4 separate regions of the Mus musculus genome follow, and regions 1, 2 and 3 are each linked to region 4. Evidence: chromatin contacts called from public promoter capture Hi-C and targeted proximity ligation data. All regions are on one chromosome and are shown on one strand. The core of a region is the stretch at or near the end of the contact, and the rest is flanking DNA. Distances in the headings are between cores, read along the strand shown. Region 1 holds the start of Stip1 (stress-induced phosphoprotein 1). Region 2 holds the start of Cdk2ap2 (CDK2-associated protein 2). Region 3 holds the start of Rhod (ras homolog family member D). Region 4 holds the start of Fosl1 (fos-like antigen 1).

The links. Promoter capture Hi-C pulls out the DNA fragments that hold promoters and counts their contacts.
Region 1: a promoter capture Hi-C map of liver shows a contact between it and region 4, with 3 times the contacts expected there. A contact is called at or near these places in 2 of 39 promoter capture datasets (liver and pre-B cells) and 1 of 130 datasets of targeted methods (pancreatic cancer cells).
Region 2: a contact with region 4 is called in a targeted proximity ligation map of pancreatic cancer cells. A contact is called at or near these places in 1 of 39 promoter capture datasets (embryonic stem cells) and 1 of 130 datasets of targeted methods (pancreatic cancer cells).
Region 3: a targeted proximity ligation map of pancreatic cancer cells shows a contact between it and region 4. A contact is called at or near these places in 3 of 39 promoter capture datasets (liver and pre-B cells) and 1 of 130 datasets of targeted methods (pancreatic cancer cells).

The regions. Positions count from the first base shown.
Region 1 is chr19:7,038,394-7,042,063 of GRCm38.p6, forward strand. It overlaps Stip1 (stress-induced phosphoprotein 1), which reads right to left and starts at 1,633. Exons shown (of 14, transcript NM_016737.2): 1 at 1,487-1,633. The coding sequence starts at 1,495.
Region 2 is chr19:4,095,432-4,099,074 of GRCm38.p6, forward strand. It overlaps Cdk2ap2 (CDK2-associated protein 2), which reads left to right and starts at 1,920. Exons shown (of 4, transcript NM_026373.4): 1 at 1,920-2,076; 2 at 2,386-2,486; 3 at 2,574-2,706; 4 at 3,067-3,586. The coding sequence starts at 1,995. The coding sequence ends at 3,134.
Region 3 is chr19:4,438,091-4,441,512 of GRCm38.p6, forward strand. It overlaps Rhod (ras homolog family member D), which reads right to left and starts at 1,353. Exons shown (of 5, transcript NM_007485.5): 1 at 1,130-1,353. The coding sequence starts at 1,261. A930001C03Rik (RIKEN cDNA A930001C03 gene) reads left to right here and starts at 1,233. Exons shown (of 3, transcript NR_045990.1): 1 at 1,233-1,299.
Region 4 is chr19:5,445,778-5,449,443 of GRCm38.p6, forward strand. It overlaps Fosl1 (fos-like antigen 1), which reads left to right and starts at 1,921. Exons shown (of 4, transcript NM_010235.2): 1 at 1,921-2,278. The coding sequence starts at 2,174.

The sequences.
Region 1 (3,670 bases), core at 383-2,882, 1.6 Mb after region 4:
CCTGGAACTCTCTGTAGACCAGGCTCTCCTCAAACTCAGAAATCCACCTGCCTCTGCCTCCCAAGTGCTGGGATTAAAGGCTTACTTATGCCACCACCACCTGGCTCAAATGTACAATTTCCAATATTCAAACGCATTTGTGTATATGCTAGTGCATGGGGCAGACATTGGAAGTCAGGGTCTTCCTCCAACACTCTCCACCTTACTCTGAGACAGAATCTCAATGAATCTGGAGCTCACAGACAGGCCTGAGATGCTCGGGTCTCCCCTCCCCTCACCGATTTAGTGGGTAAAGGCAATCGGAACCCAGGCCTTCATCCTTAGACATCAAACGCTGAACCAACTGAGCCATCTCTAAGCCCAACGCTCAAATTTGTCATCTTACTGTAAGTTTGCAGTCCACAGGAACACTTGCACACTTGTATAATGGCTGGCAGGATTTTTCCCCACTGAGGAGGGTGGGGAGGATGGACGGGGTAGACCATAGCTCTAAATTCAGGCCCTGTGTTTGATCCCTAGTGCCACACAATGAATGAATGAATGATAATGAAAAACAACCTCTTTTTGTTGTAACAGAGCAAGGTGTTACTCATACCAAAAAAGCGTCTCTCTTGTCCGTACTGCAGTTACAGTTTAATTACTCCAAGGGTACAGAAAGTTGATTAACCTCTCCATTTAGTCTTATTAACAAGGTGAGAGGCCCCACGGTCCCTCACAGTGACTATTCCAGAACAAAAGGTTTTACTTTATACATCACAGTAAAAGTAGTAGTAAGCTGTGCTCTTTTTGTATGTGTGTGTTTGGATGAATCACAACGGTTCAATGACAGCTTCCAAGGTAACAAAACCTCTCCAGGCCTCAGATGCAGGCCACTGTAGCCTGAGCTAAATCACCAAGGTAAGGACGGCAGGTTTCCCTCTGTGCCCCAGATCAGATGCTGAGCGGTAGAGACAGGGACTTCTAGCTCCTCACTATCGGCTCACAACTGTCTAAAACCACTAAATCCTGTGTAATCGGGAACGGAATTTCCAAGGGTCGGATACTCAGTCACCCCACAGTCACTACGAAAAGTGGGGGGAGGGGCGACATATGTATGCCTCAGGGAGCCCTGGTGACACTGTCCGCGCCCGCCTTCTCTGCAGTCGCGCGGGTCCTTTTCCCGGGCGCACACAGATGCCGTGTACCCCGAAGGCTGCTGGGGTGATCGGTCACCGGATCCCTCCAAGTTCGCAGCGGCCGACAGGGGCCTCTCCGCGCTGAGGAGGCCCGGCCCCCAGAAGCTTCGGGGCCCGGCCGCGGCCAGGCCTGTTCCCGCTCCACTCGGCGGGTCGCGGGGGCGACGGGCGCTCGCCATTCTCCCCTCACACGCCCGACCGCGGCTCTCACGCCCGCGCCTCGGCCGCCCGACCCGGCCCCCCAACCACTCGCTTCTCCCCGCCAACAGGCCTGCGCTGCCCCGGGGCCCCGGCCGCCCCTCCCCCTTCACCTGCTCCATAGCCTGGCCCGGAACCCCGTTGAATCGAATTCGTCCGCTCCGCGTTCCCAACCGCACGCGCCGCCTTCTGGAACCTACTAGAAGCTGCCGGGACCCCCAGGTTACCGCCCCTTCCTCGCCTGCTCACTGGTTGAACACGTCCAGGAGGCTCTGCTCGCCCCTTTTATAGGCTTAAAGTTCAGTCAATCATCGTGACTTCTCTTTCATTGGTTTTTTACGGGTCTTCTCTTCAGCCCTGCCTCCTCTGCACCTCCGGATTGGACACTCCGCGGCAAGTCCCGCCTATTTCAGGGCTAGGCTAACTGAGGGAGGAGCGGGTCTTGACGACACGGATTGGTTGGTTAGTCCGTCAATTGTAGCTGGCCTGGCCGCACCCATTGGTCCTGTTCTTTCTGGAAATTTCCACAACTCTCATTGGGCTGAAGGACTCCTAGACGGAACCGCCTTTCAGAGGAAACATTCAATTGGGTGGATGGGTGGGGAAAAAAAAAAATTTGGCCATTCCTGGCGCTGATTGGTTTATGCCGCTGCCCTGTAAGGGGGTGCTCGGCTGGCTGGTGGTTCGTGGGGAGTCGAGCATCTGGCCCGGTGTCGCCTAGGCTTTAACTACAGCGTTACAAGCTGTTTTCCCTGAGTCTGAGACTGTTGGCCCGCGCTTCCTCGCATCCTGACTATTAGGCCCGGAATGTACCCAAAATATTGCGGGCTATGACGGGCCTGCGTTGAATGTTCCCAAAATGCTGCGGGCCACGACAGGCCTCCGCTTTTCCGGCAGTGTCCTGGCGGACCGGCTGCTTGGCCCTTACTCTCTGAACTCAGCTGCAAGCTTTGGTCACCATGGCCTGCCAGCAGAAATGCTACTTGGGTTGCAGGCTTAGCGTGTAGCTTATGGAACGACAGAGACTGATGATCAGGGGTCTGGACAGGATTTGTATAAGGAACGTGGGCTGTGCGGTGCCATGTCTGTGCCAGTAGCACCAATGCATACCCTCTCCATCCGGTTACCCCTTATCTGTTCACTTATGCCTACCTAGTTCTTTCTCCTGCCTCACTTAAGATCGGAGGAAATGAGCGGTGGTGGCATACAGCACGCAGGAAGCAGAGGCAGGTGTATCTCTTAAGCTAGCCTGATCTACATAGTGAGGTCCAGGACAGCCAGAGCTATCCATACCAGAACTATATAGTGAGACCCTGTCTCAAGAGAGAGGGAGAGGGAAGAGGCAGAGTGCTGAAATTACAGGTGTGAGCCAAATGTGGCAAGAGTACTTTTTGGGTGACTGGAGATAGAAACAAAGGTCTTGTCTGTGCTACACAAGCCCTCTACCCATGAGCCTCCAACCTTCTGTTTGACAAAAAGAAAATACAAAGGTTAGGTTTTTTGGTTGTTTTTTTTTTTTTTTTTTTTTTTTAATTACAAAAGGCATGTATACAAAGTGCATGATTAAGCCAGGCATGATGGAGTGGACCTTTAATCCCGCACTGGGATGGGGGCTGGGGGTTAGGTAGATCTGTGTGAGTTGGAGGCCAGCCTGGACTACAAAATGAGTTCCACGACAGCCAGGGTTCTGTTACACTGAGAAACCCAGCCTGGAAAAAAACAAAGACACCACCACCAACAAAAAAAGTGCATGACTGCAATCCCAAATTTTGGGAGTTGGAAAAGGGAGGGAGATCAGAATTCAAGGCCAGCCTGAGCAAATGAAGAAAAAAAAATGGAAGGAAGGGGAAGGGAAGGGCTTGAGATGGCTTGAAAATGTGGTAAAGGGTGTTTATTCCCCAACCAAGCAAGCCAGGCAACCTGAGTTTGAGTCCTTGAACACACACAACAGAGATATATCACCACTTCAAGGCCGACAATGCTTCCCCCCCCCCGCCCCCCCCCCCGACATGTTTTTTCTGTGTAGCCCTGGCTGTCCTGGAGCTCACTCTGTAGACCAGGCTGGCCTTGACTCAGAAATCCGCCTGCCTCTGCCTCCCAAATGCTGGGATTAAAGGCATGCACTACCACGCGCCCGGCTTCGGCTTTTTTTTTTTTTGGTTTGACAATGCATTTTTTTTTTAAACCTTAAAAATAATGACAAGGGCCGGGCATGTAGGTGCACGCCTTTAATCCCAGTACTTGGGAGGCAGAGGCAAGTGGATTTCTGAGTCAAGGCCAGCCTGGTCTACAGAGTG
Region 2 (3,643 bases), core at 670-3,169, 1.4 Mb before region 4:
CACTACAGATGGTTGTGAGCCACCATGTGGTTGCTAGGAATTGAACTCAAAACTTTTGGAAGAGCAGTCAGTCTTAACCACTGAACTATCTCTTCAGCCTTTTGGTTTGTTTTTTAATAGTCTTTTAAAAGGAGATTTATGGGCTGGAGAGATGGCTCAGCGGTTAAGAGCACTGATTGCTCTTCCAGAGGTCCCGAGTTCAAATCCCAGCAACCACATGGTGGCTCACAACCATCTGTAACAAGACCTGATTCCCTCTCCTGGTGTCTGAAGACAGCTACAGTGTACTTACATATAATAAATAAAATAAGTCTTTAAAAAAAAAAACAGGGAGATTTATTTAGCTGGGAGTGGTAGTGCATGCCTTCAATCAAAGCATTCAGGAAGAAGAGAGAGGATCTCTGTGAGTTTAAGGCCAGCCTGGCCTACATATTGAGTTCCAGGTTAGCTAGAGCTAGATAGTGAGACCCTTTCTCAGAAAAAAAAAAAAAAAAAAAGTCTAGGGTGTTTTCTCTGACTGTACGTTTGTGTACTACCTGCTTGCTAGGTGCCCACTGAGAACAGAAAGAGATATTGGGCCCCCTGGAAATGCAGTTACAGATGGTTCTGAGGCACTTTATGTAAATGCTTAGAATTCTAACCTGGGTCCTCTGGAGGAGCAGCCTGTCCTCTTACCTGCTAAGCCATCTCTGCAGTCGCTTTTTTAAAAAGTGAGTTGAGGGCTAAAGCAGCAGTTCTGCAGACATATATGCAGACAAAACACTCGTATACATAAAATAGTTTTATTTTAATTTTAAAGTGAATTGATTTCAAGGAAATAGGAACTAGATGGCCAGACCCAGGTGGGAGTTTCATTAATGACGTCAGAACAATAATCAACCATGCTTCAACCCATATGGGGCTGGCTCTCATCTCTATTTCTCTACCCACTTCCAAGTTTACTTTCCAGGTATTACTGTCTTCATGTTTCATGAGAAAACGGAAACCTATTAGGGCAAGAAACTGGCGTGTGACTGTAATCCTTTAGCATTTCCGAGACAAGAGCATCAGGAATTCAAGGTCACCCTCCCCTACCCGGAGAGTTCGAGTTCTGACTGGGCTACTTGAGACCTTGTCTCAATCTCATCCCACCCGCCAAAAAGAGTCCAGGAGGAAACCATTAATGAGGTGTTGAGATTCCAGCCAAGGGTCTTGACCAGGGTCCTGACTTGACCTAACGCAATTCTTGATCTATGATGCTCTATCATTGTCTGTGGAGAGAGTAGGGGACTTAGGGTTCAGTGTCGAGCAGCGTCGTTGGCTGCCTTGGACCCACCTGCCTAGACCGAAGATTCAAACCAATCCAGAGAAGGAGCTTGGTAATGACTTTGGTGAGGGAACCGTTGCCATGGGAACAAATACAGGCCTGAGGCGCGCACATGCGCACAGCCGAAGGGGGGGGGACACGGAACCAGTGAAAGGTGACGTAAAACGCTCGGGGTAGGGCGGAGTGCTCACACTGTGGGAGCCGTGGCCTTGGGAGTTCTGAGCGGAGGGAAGTCGCGAAGCGGTGAGGACGAAGTGTGTTCGGCGGCCCGCCACACACCACCGGAGCAAACCGCGGGGACCAGACTGGCCCGCTGCCGAGGCCCCGCCTCTTGGACCTCGGGACTAATCGGATTGAAAGCGCGCCGGCCCCGGGCCCCGAACTCGCCAATTGAGGAGGACGACTGTCACCGCCCAATCCGGGGCAGACAGGTGCGAGGTCCGGAAGGTGGAGGCCAATCGGCAGCGGTTGCGCCCTGCGGGGGCAAGATTCAGCCAATGAGGAGGCTCGAGTGACAGCTGAGCGCGCCAATCGAGAGTGAGGACCGATCGTGCCCGCCCACCCTTCCGGCCGGAGCTCTATTTACCAGGGGCGTGCAGCTCGCTTGCCAATCAGAGTGCGGCTGAGCTGCCGGACAGCCAACCCCAGAGGAGCGGCCGGCTGGCGGCCGCCGCACTGAGGAGTTGGGATGTCCTACAAACCTATCGCGCCCGCCCCCAGCAGTACCCCGGGCTCCAGCACCCCCGGGCCAGGCACCCCGGTCCCTACAGGTGAGGCTCCAACTCCATCCTTGTTCGCCTTGTCCGGGCAGTCGAGGTCTTGGAGAGAAACCGCTCGAGTTTTGCAATCCGGGGCCTGCTAGACGAGCCTGGCTCAGCCTCAGTTTGCTGGCCTGAGAAGTGGGCGTGGTCACGTAGAGCTTGTAGGTGGAGCGCAGGGGGGAGGAGTGTGTCTCCGAAGTTGTTCAGAGTGGAATGAAGAAGCATGCCGTTGGAGGTTAGTCAAGGGAACAGTCCTGGGCTTGGAAATCTGTGACGAGGCCCTTGTCACACTCTGACCTCTTGCTGGTGTCGTTGCAGCCGGGAGTGTCCCATCGCCATCGGGCTCAGTGCCAGGAGCTGCCGCACCTTTCAGACCGCTGTTTAACGACTTTGGTCCGCCCTCCATGGGGTATGTACAGGTGAGTGTGGCCAAGAGCTTGCTTATGGCTGAGGACAGGAGATCCCCTCGGGGTCTGAGATCACGTCTGTATTTTCTTTTGACACAGGCGATGAAGCCACCTGGTTCCCAGGGCTCTCAGAGCACCTACACGGACCTGCTGTCTGTCATAGAGGAGATGGGCAAAGAGATCCGGCCCACCTATGCTGGTAGCAAGAGTGCCATGGAGCGCCTGAAGAGAGGTAAGTGAAGCCACAGGCCTGCCCTTGCTCTGCCCAGGACACAGACACTGAACTTTAAGACAGTTCAGTAAGGATGGAGGATATCTAGAGTCAGGACAGGACATTTGGGCCAGCCTCGATTGGAACAGAACGTGTACCTAAGGAGGGGTTTTAAATGAACTTTTCCATTTTCAAATGAGTCTGTTTCCAAGAAGGTGCCTGGGAACTCGGATTAGCCAACCCTTAATCCCATCCATCCTCATTAGATTAGAGGTGCTCTTGCTGAACCATGGAGCGGTGGGGGAGTGTCTGCTCTGAAGGGTGGCTGTGGACTGTTTCTGGGGCCCTGTTTATTACTTCCCCATCCTCACCGCACCCCAGGCATCATCCACGCTCGGGCACTAGTCAGAGAGTGCTTGGCAGAGACAGAACGCAATGCCCGCACGTAACAGGAAGCACCTTGACCTCCTCGCCGGGACCTTTCTGGCCACTGCAGAGCGCCTGCTTCTCCCTGGCCTTCGCGCCCCAAGTTGCTTCCTATCCTGGGCTTCCTGTCCTGTGTCCCTTAGTGGGCACCCTCCAGGAACCAGGTAGCAGATCTTCGTCCAGTTGGCTGTACAAACTGGTCTCCTCCCTCTGTGGGAGTGCTGGGAGGCCACTGGGAGTCCCTTCCATGACCTGCTCACAGTGCTGATCTGACGGGAGCTTGCTCCTCTCTGTGGCCCCACCACACAGCACTTACTCCTTAACTCTTAGCCCAGGCCACCTCCTGCCTCTTCAACAGGAGTGCAGAAGACCTTCCTGCCTCATCTCTGGGGCCACAGCCGACTCTTTTTTTGGTGTGTCTTTTACTAAATATGTCCTTTTTGTATAAATAAAAGATGCTTTGGAGTCATTCTCTCAGCCTTTCTGTGTGTGGTTCCTCTGGGGAAGCCTGAGTGGGCAGAGGGGAAGGGCA
Region 3 (3,422 bases), core at 103-2,602, 1.0 Mb before region 4:
AAAGGCTGTGAGATGGGTATGGTGGTGCATACACGTGATCTGAGCAATCCTTGGGCCGAGAGACAGGAGGACTGAGCGTACAAGGCCTCCACAGTAATATCCTGTCTCAAAAACAAAACAGGAACCACTAAAGTAAAACGACAAAAATACAACCCCCCCCCCCAAAAAAAAACCCAACAACCATAAAAACCACTGGTATTCAGAGTAGCAAGCAAGACTGTGCCCTATTTGCCAGGTCAGCTTCTCTGGCTCCTTCCATCAAATTACCCACTTCTGCACAATCCCAGAGGCCAGAAGGACGTGGGGACAGGAAAAGAAGGCTTGCTGCTGAAGGCAAACCCACAAACACACAGGACCCCCACTCCTCGTGGAGGCACAGAAGGAGGGCTCAGCCACTGTTCTGGTCATGGGGTCCTTGAGGACTCACAGTGACAAGCCCAGAGAGCCAGGATGCAACCAGGTACCGCACCGAGCCGGCCATCAGCCTTCAGCCTCACTGTCCCAGCTTTCTTCCCCCTATCAGGTTGCTCTGAGAAACTGAGGCTTGGTTAGAGTCGAAGTATGGCATAATCAGACTCTTCAGAGAAGGGTCGGTGTTCCAGTTTTCCTCTCTAGGGTAAAGCATGGGGATTTGCACCATAGTGGATGGAGAAGAGGTGATGTCGCCCGACGAACATCACTTACTAACTTTCAGCAACTAACTTTCAGCACTCTTTTCTATACTACGCTCGGGTAGGGGCTTTCAGTCCTATCATGTAGTTAACCTTCAGAGAGGTTAAGGGACTTGCCCAAAGGCACACAGCTGTAAGAGGCAAAGGCTTGATTTTACTGCTGCCAGTCGAGCTCCAAAGTCCTCACACTCTCGTCGCCAAGTAGTGACAACAACTGCTCTCGTAGGATTTGCTATTTCCCTAGGTGGCCCAATTCAGTCCCTGTGACACCCCTCCCCCTAAGTGCTATTAGTCCCACTTTGCTTCTACTGGCTAAAACTGAAAAACTCTGCCTTCGACCCCAGGCCCTGCTGAGATTTCCCCCTAGGAGGCTAGAGCTGGGTTCTTTCGAGGCAGCTCTCAGCAGACCCGCACATGGGGGGTGTCCCCAGCGCAGGGCCAAGGATGAGGGCACTCACCTCTGGGAAGGCCCCTTTGGCGAAGACCATCATCAGTGACGTCTTCCCGCAGCCCCCGTCGCCCACCAGGACCACCTTGACCGAGTGCCCGCTCTGCGGCGCCTCTTCTCCCGCAACCTGGGACGCGTTCATCCCTGGCTGGCGGACGGCGGTGCGCGGAGCAGCAGGCGGTACGCGGCGGGCTGGCTGCGGCGGGCGCGGGGCTGGCCCGGCGGGACAGGAATGTGGAAGGGGCGGGGCGGCGGGAGGAAGTGGGAGCGGGGCGGCCGGGACAGGAGGCGGCCCGGGGGGCGGGGGACACCCAGCTCAGGTGAGAAGCCCGGGACAAGATGGGGGTGCGGCGCCCGCCCAAGGGTGGACGCTCCTGGGGTCCGGTCTCCTGGCGTCCTGTCTAGACACTCAAGAAAGACTTTTGCAGCACCTACTGCGTGCAGTCGCTGAGGCCGCAGGGGTGAGCGGAGACCTACGCCTCCAGAGGGCACCCAGGGCTCGTGGGAGAGTAGACAAGTACTTGGAGAGAGGCTGGGGACAGGGAAGGAGGAAGCACCTGGACTATCTGCCATGGGTGGGAGGTTATTTTTATGAATGAATGGGTGGGTGAATGAATGAATGAATGAATGAATGAATATGAGTTTCTGCTATTTGCGGACCTCCTCCAAATGTTGTAGGCCAGATGAGAAAGGAGTGGCCCGGGCATGCCCTTGTGGGTCACTGCAGGACCTCTTCAGCCAGCTCCAGGAAGTTTCAATGAAGGTGGAATTACCACGCATCTCACCCAGGCAGCCAGTGAGCTAAGGAAAACTATGGAACCGTCCATCTGTAGAGCTCAGAGCTAGCTCTGGCACATGGCAGATGTCATGAATGGTTCATATTATGGTATATAGTATGATGGCCTTTTAGTTTTATTTTTTACGCGTGTGGGCGTTTTATCTGCATGTATAGACATAGACATGCATCCTGGTGTCCTCTGCACTCGGAAACCCTGGAACTAGAGTTACAGACATTATGAGCCACTATGTGGGTGAACCGGGATCCTCTGGAAGAGCAGCCAATGTTCTTAACCTCTGGGCCATCTCTCCAGCTCTTTGGTATAATGTTTAATCAATGCAGATGATCCTTAGTTTCTTAGAGTCTGGGGACCCTGCACTGTTCCGATCAAAACCTCGACTCTGAGAAGCCTAGAATAGGAGGTGTCAGGACAGGAGAAAGGAAAAAGGGGCTCTTCGAAGAGACTGGAGCAAGGTAGCCACGCCCCCACTTCTTAGCGACAGGACAGAGGGCGGGACTTGGCTGAGGAGCTAGTATCTGGAGGGTGGAGCACTTTGGATTTCAGGAATAAATCTTACTTTTCTCTAAATCTCCGCAACCTTCTTTGTGATCAGATTTTTCTTTTTAACTTTTGGTGAGCATAAGTGGGCTGGAAATGTAGCCGCGCTGCCCGGATGCTTAACCAGCACTCATGAAAGCCTCGGTCCCATTCCCAGTTCCACATAAACCGGGCTTGGAGATCCATGCTTCTAATTCCAATACTGATGAGGTGAAGCCAGGAAAATCTGAAGCTCAATGTCAGCTTGGCTGTTCAGTGAGTTCAAGGCCAGCATGGATTAGATATTCTGTCTAAAAAAGAGGGGAAAAAGGTCTCGCCTGTCTCCCCAGACCTCAGACTGGGTGTTTAATGGAAGCTAAGTGGACCATGGTCAGAAGTCTTTGGGTTTCACCTCCATGACTTCATCTCCCATTGTATTCAAAGTCAGGCAGTGAAGAGGACCTTCAGCCCTATTTGATCCTCACTGTGTCTCAAGGAGGCAGTTTCCAGTTTCCCTCTGGGCCAGAGGTCAGCTGTATGGAAGGAGCCTCCCAGAAGCCTCCCCAGCTCCACCTTTTGGATGCCCCTTTCCCGAAACCGCCACAGGGCTGGGCGGGACTTGGCATGAAGCTGGGTGTGTGGCTGAACAGGATGCCCAGAAGGAGTGGTGAGGAGCCCCCCCCCCCCCAGTCAGCTGTCAGCCTTGTCATCCCTACCTGTCATAAGGCCAGTCTGGGAGGCAGGTGGAGCTAGACCAAGGGTGGAGGAAGCTGAGAGTCAGGCGGAGGTGGCCTTGGTTGCTATAGGGATAATCACTCTAATGACACACTTGACAACTGTCACACGTTATAGTTTCTTTGTATACCTCATAATAACAACACATACTAATGGGTGATAGCTGCTATTCAGGGACTGTCCACCAGGAGGCAGGATTTGCTAGTTCCATTTTGCAGAGAAGGAAACTGGTGACTTCTTAAGGGGGACCCT
Region 4 (3,666 bases), core at 671-3,170:
AGCCCAGGCTGGCCTTGACTGAGCTCATCTTGTAGCAGATGCTGAGCTTGACCATCTTCGGTCCTCCTGCCTTTATTTTCAGCACTCTGGGGTCACAGAGCTCACCGTCAGGCCTGTCTCTGTGACATTATTGTGTGTATCTCTCTAGCAATTTTCAGATGCAGTTGTCACTGTGCCCCCAGTTCACAAATGCGGAAACAGGAGGTCACAGTTGGGTGAATCATCCTGGATTCACAGTGGATGGTCAGCCCAACCAGAATTCAAACCCAGAACCCAGAGCATTCTGAGTGTACCGTGCATGTAGGCGTATTCTTTCTATGGATTCACTACCAAGACTCTTCTCCCCTCCTCCCCTAATCCCCAACACACATGCCTGCATTTCTCTTTCCTAGCTTAAGGAAAGAGCCCTAGAGCCCTAGAGGGGCTCTAGGCTGGTGATCTTTTGAGGATGCTTCAACAGCAAAGCTCTGTCACATCCGTGGTCTCCTTTGGTCCCATAGTAGCCCTGTGAGGTCAACAGTGAGGCCCACCCCAGACTCAGGAAGGAGACCTCCCCGGGTCACATGGACACAAAGTATAGTTCTATGATGAGATATACTGGCCTCCAGGCCTGAGTCCAAACAGCAGAACCCCAGCCTTTGTTCCCAATGAAGACAGCCCAGGCCTCTGCTTCCCTGAGGACAAGTTTCTTCAGTCTCCATTGAGATGGAAGAAATCAGAGAAAGAGTTTTGGGACCCATGCTCTCCCAGTCTGCCATTCTTCGTGTACGTACAATGTAAAGGCTTGAAGCTCATGGCCTGACTTGGTCACCAGACTCAGCCACTTACTCAGTGGCCTTGAGCAACTCATTTCAATACCTGTCAGCCTCAGTTTTTCCCATCTGAGAAGTGGGGGTTATGATGGCATTTACCTCCTCAGCACACCTGGTCAGGACCTCACCCGTATCAAGGCCTTTCACATACTTCCAAAGTGGGCTGGTGACACACATAGTACTGGAGGAGTGCCTCCAGTCAGACCTTCAGTCAAGAAGCCTTACTGACTGTGTCTCAGGACACCTATGTCCTTCTGTAGGCGCTCTCTGCCTGTAGAGGCCTGGATTAAAGCTTGTGATAGCTCCAGAGACGGTCTCAAACATGTAGCGCCTTCTATCTGTGGGTACACTAAATGCCACTTCACGTAGTATTCAAATATAACAACATTTCATAACCCTGGTTTGTCAATAACCTTTCAGTCTATCAAAAACCTTGACAACAGTTGAAACTGGGTGTGGAGGGGCACATTTGTAATGTCTGCCCTCCACTTGAGAAGTGAAAGCAGGTTATTCTAAGCTACATAAGGAGTTCAAGGCCAACCTGCACAACAAGAGACCCTATCTACAAAAGCCAGGTGTGATGGTGGCACAGTCCAACACTTGAGAGGTGACGGAAGGATCAGGAGTTCAAGGGCAGCCTCAACTAGATACCTGAGACCCTGTCTCAACCAACCTCCCTCCACAAACCACAAGCAAAGCAAACTCAACTAAAGAAACTTCTCACCCCACTTGAGAGGAGCGGTCTTAAGTCAGGACTGCAGACTTGGGTGACAGTTGGAATGATTCTCTCCAGGTAAATAATGATGATGATAATAATAACCCATATTTATAATTCACTTCCCAGCTTTCAGACACTCTCCCCGTTCTTCTTTCTAAGTCTTGGCGCGAGGCCAGGCGGCCACAGGATTTTGTTTCGCCCTGTGTTGGGAACCTTGGCTAGTCTGAACGGGGCGGGGCGCAGTTGCAAGCCCCAACTTCGGCAAGGTGCGTCAGGGGGAATCCTCGGTGCACCTGGGCGCGGCAAGGAAATTGCACCATGTATGGGCAGCTGCGTCAGAGGGGGGCGTGGCCGCCGCGGATGCTAGGGGACGCCAAGTCGGTCGCTTTCTGTCTGTAGAGGCGGCTTGCCACCCGAGCAGAGGGTCGTGAAGTTCCGAGCGGACCGGTCCACAGAGGTTCATCTGGAGAGGTGGGTCCCCTGCGAGGTGAAAGGCGCCGCTGAGACACGCCCCCACCCCCCGTGGTGCAAGTGGTTCAGCCCAAGAACTTTTCATTCATAAAAAAGACCAGACTCCGAGAGGCGCGAGTGAGTCAGAACCGCAGCCGCCAACGCGGACCCTACCGAACATCCAGCCCAGGGCATGTACCGAGACTACGGGGAACCGGGACCGAGCTCCGGGGCTGGCAGCCCGTACGGTCGCCCCGCGCAGCCCCCGCAAGCTCAGGCACAGACCGCCCAGCAGCAGGTGAGACTGGCCGAATCGTCGGGGGGGGGGGGACCTGAGTTTGGACAGCATCAGGGATGCTGGGATTAGTCTAGTTTGCTCCGGGATTTGGACTGGGGCCCCGAGCAGCATCTGACTCTGGTGGTCGCGACCGAGGATCCTGCACGTTCTGTGTGGTCGGGGAACCTATGTACCCGGTGGCCAAGGGGACGAGCGCAGCGGGAAGCGCGAATATCTGCGAATTCCCCTTCTCGCTCGCCCGTATCTCCCTAGCTGACTGTCTTTCTGCCCCTCCGTCTCCGTTACGGTCTTACATTTCCTCCTATCTGCCCCTAATACGCTGTCCCTCTAAATACCTGCCCCATCCCTGCCTGGACAGGATCAGAGGTGTTCTCCATCTCCAGTTAATAACTGGGACCTGGGGTCTGGGCACATAGAGACGGGGTCCATCAGAACTCAGCCGGGACAGAGAATTCTTAGCAGCCTGTCCGAGGCTGTCCGTGTGTTGCTCTGGTTGTCCGTGTCCCTTTATCCGGTCAAGTCCTCATCTCTTTGTGCGCAGTATAGAGCCCATGGGCCCCAGGCAGTGGTTCCGAGGGGTTCCTGGAGACCACGAAGTGTTGGGATGTGCGCGGGGTCACCTGCCCGGCCACACTCGCGCTCCACATTCTCGGCACCCGACGTCTCTCACTGCTGGATAGGGGCACTTGAGAGGTTGCAGGTGTCCATTTCCTGTCGAGGGGCCGCGAGCACGTGTCGCCAGGGGAGGGAAGGAGCTGCGTCCGTTTCGCCGAGTCACAGCGGGCCGAGTCACTGAGGCTGAGTCACCCTGGGTGCCCCTCCCTTCCTGGCCCCAAACGGCCCCTAAGGACCGACGACCTGGGAGCGAGAGATGCCCCTGGCAGTGCTTCTAGCCCAGAACGGGGGTCACTGAGATGCTGGGTCCCCCAGTATTGGGCTGGGGACATAGCTGTCCAGACTTGCCTAAGCATGTGAGGTGCTTCCTGGACTGGAGGGGCCCCACATCCTTAGCTCACAGAGCTTGAACCCAGTTTTCTCTCCCAGAACGCTGAGCCCCCACCCCCACCGACACTCAATCCCAACACATGCCTCAGATTTCTGCAAGAAAAGGAAGGAAAGGATGCCAGACCCCTTATAGGAGGCTTTTACTCTCTTCACTTTATTTCATGGACTTAAAAAACCCCATCAATTTTGAACTTTCAAGTTTTTAAGTCGACAGCTAGGCATGCATTTAATCCCAGCATTCAGGAGGCAGAGGCAGGCAGATCTCTGGGAGTTTGAAGCCAATTTGGTCTACAAAGTGACTTCCAGGTCAGCTAGAGCTACATAATAGAGATCCTGTCTCAAAACTTAAAAAATAAAAAACAAAAACAAAAGCCGATTAAAAC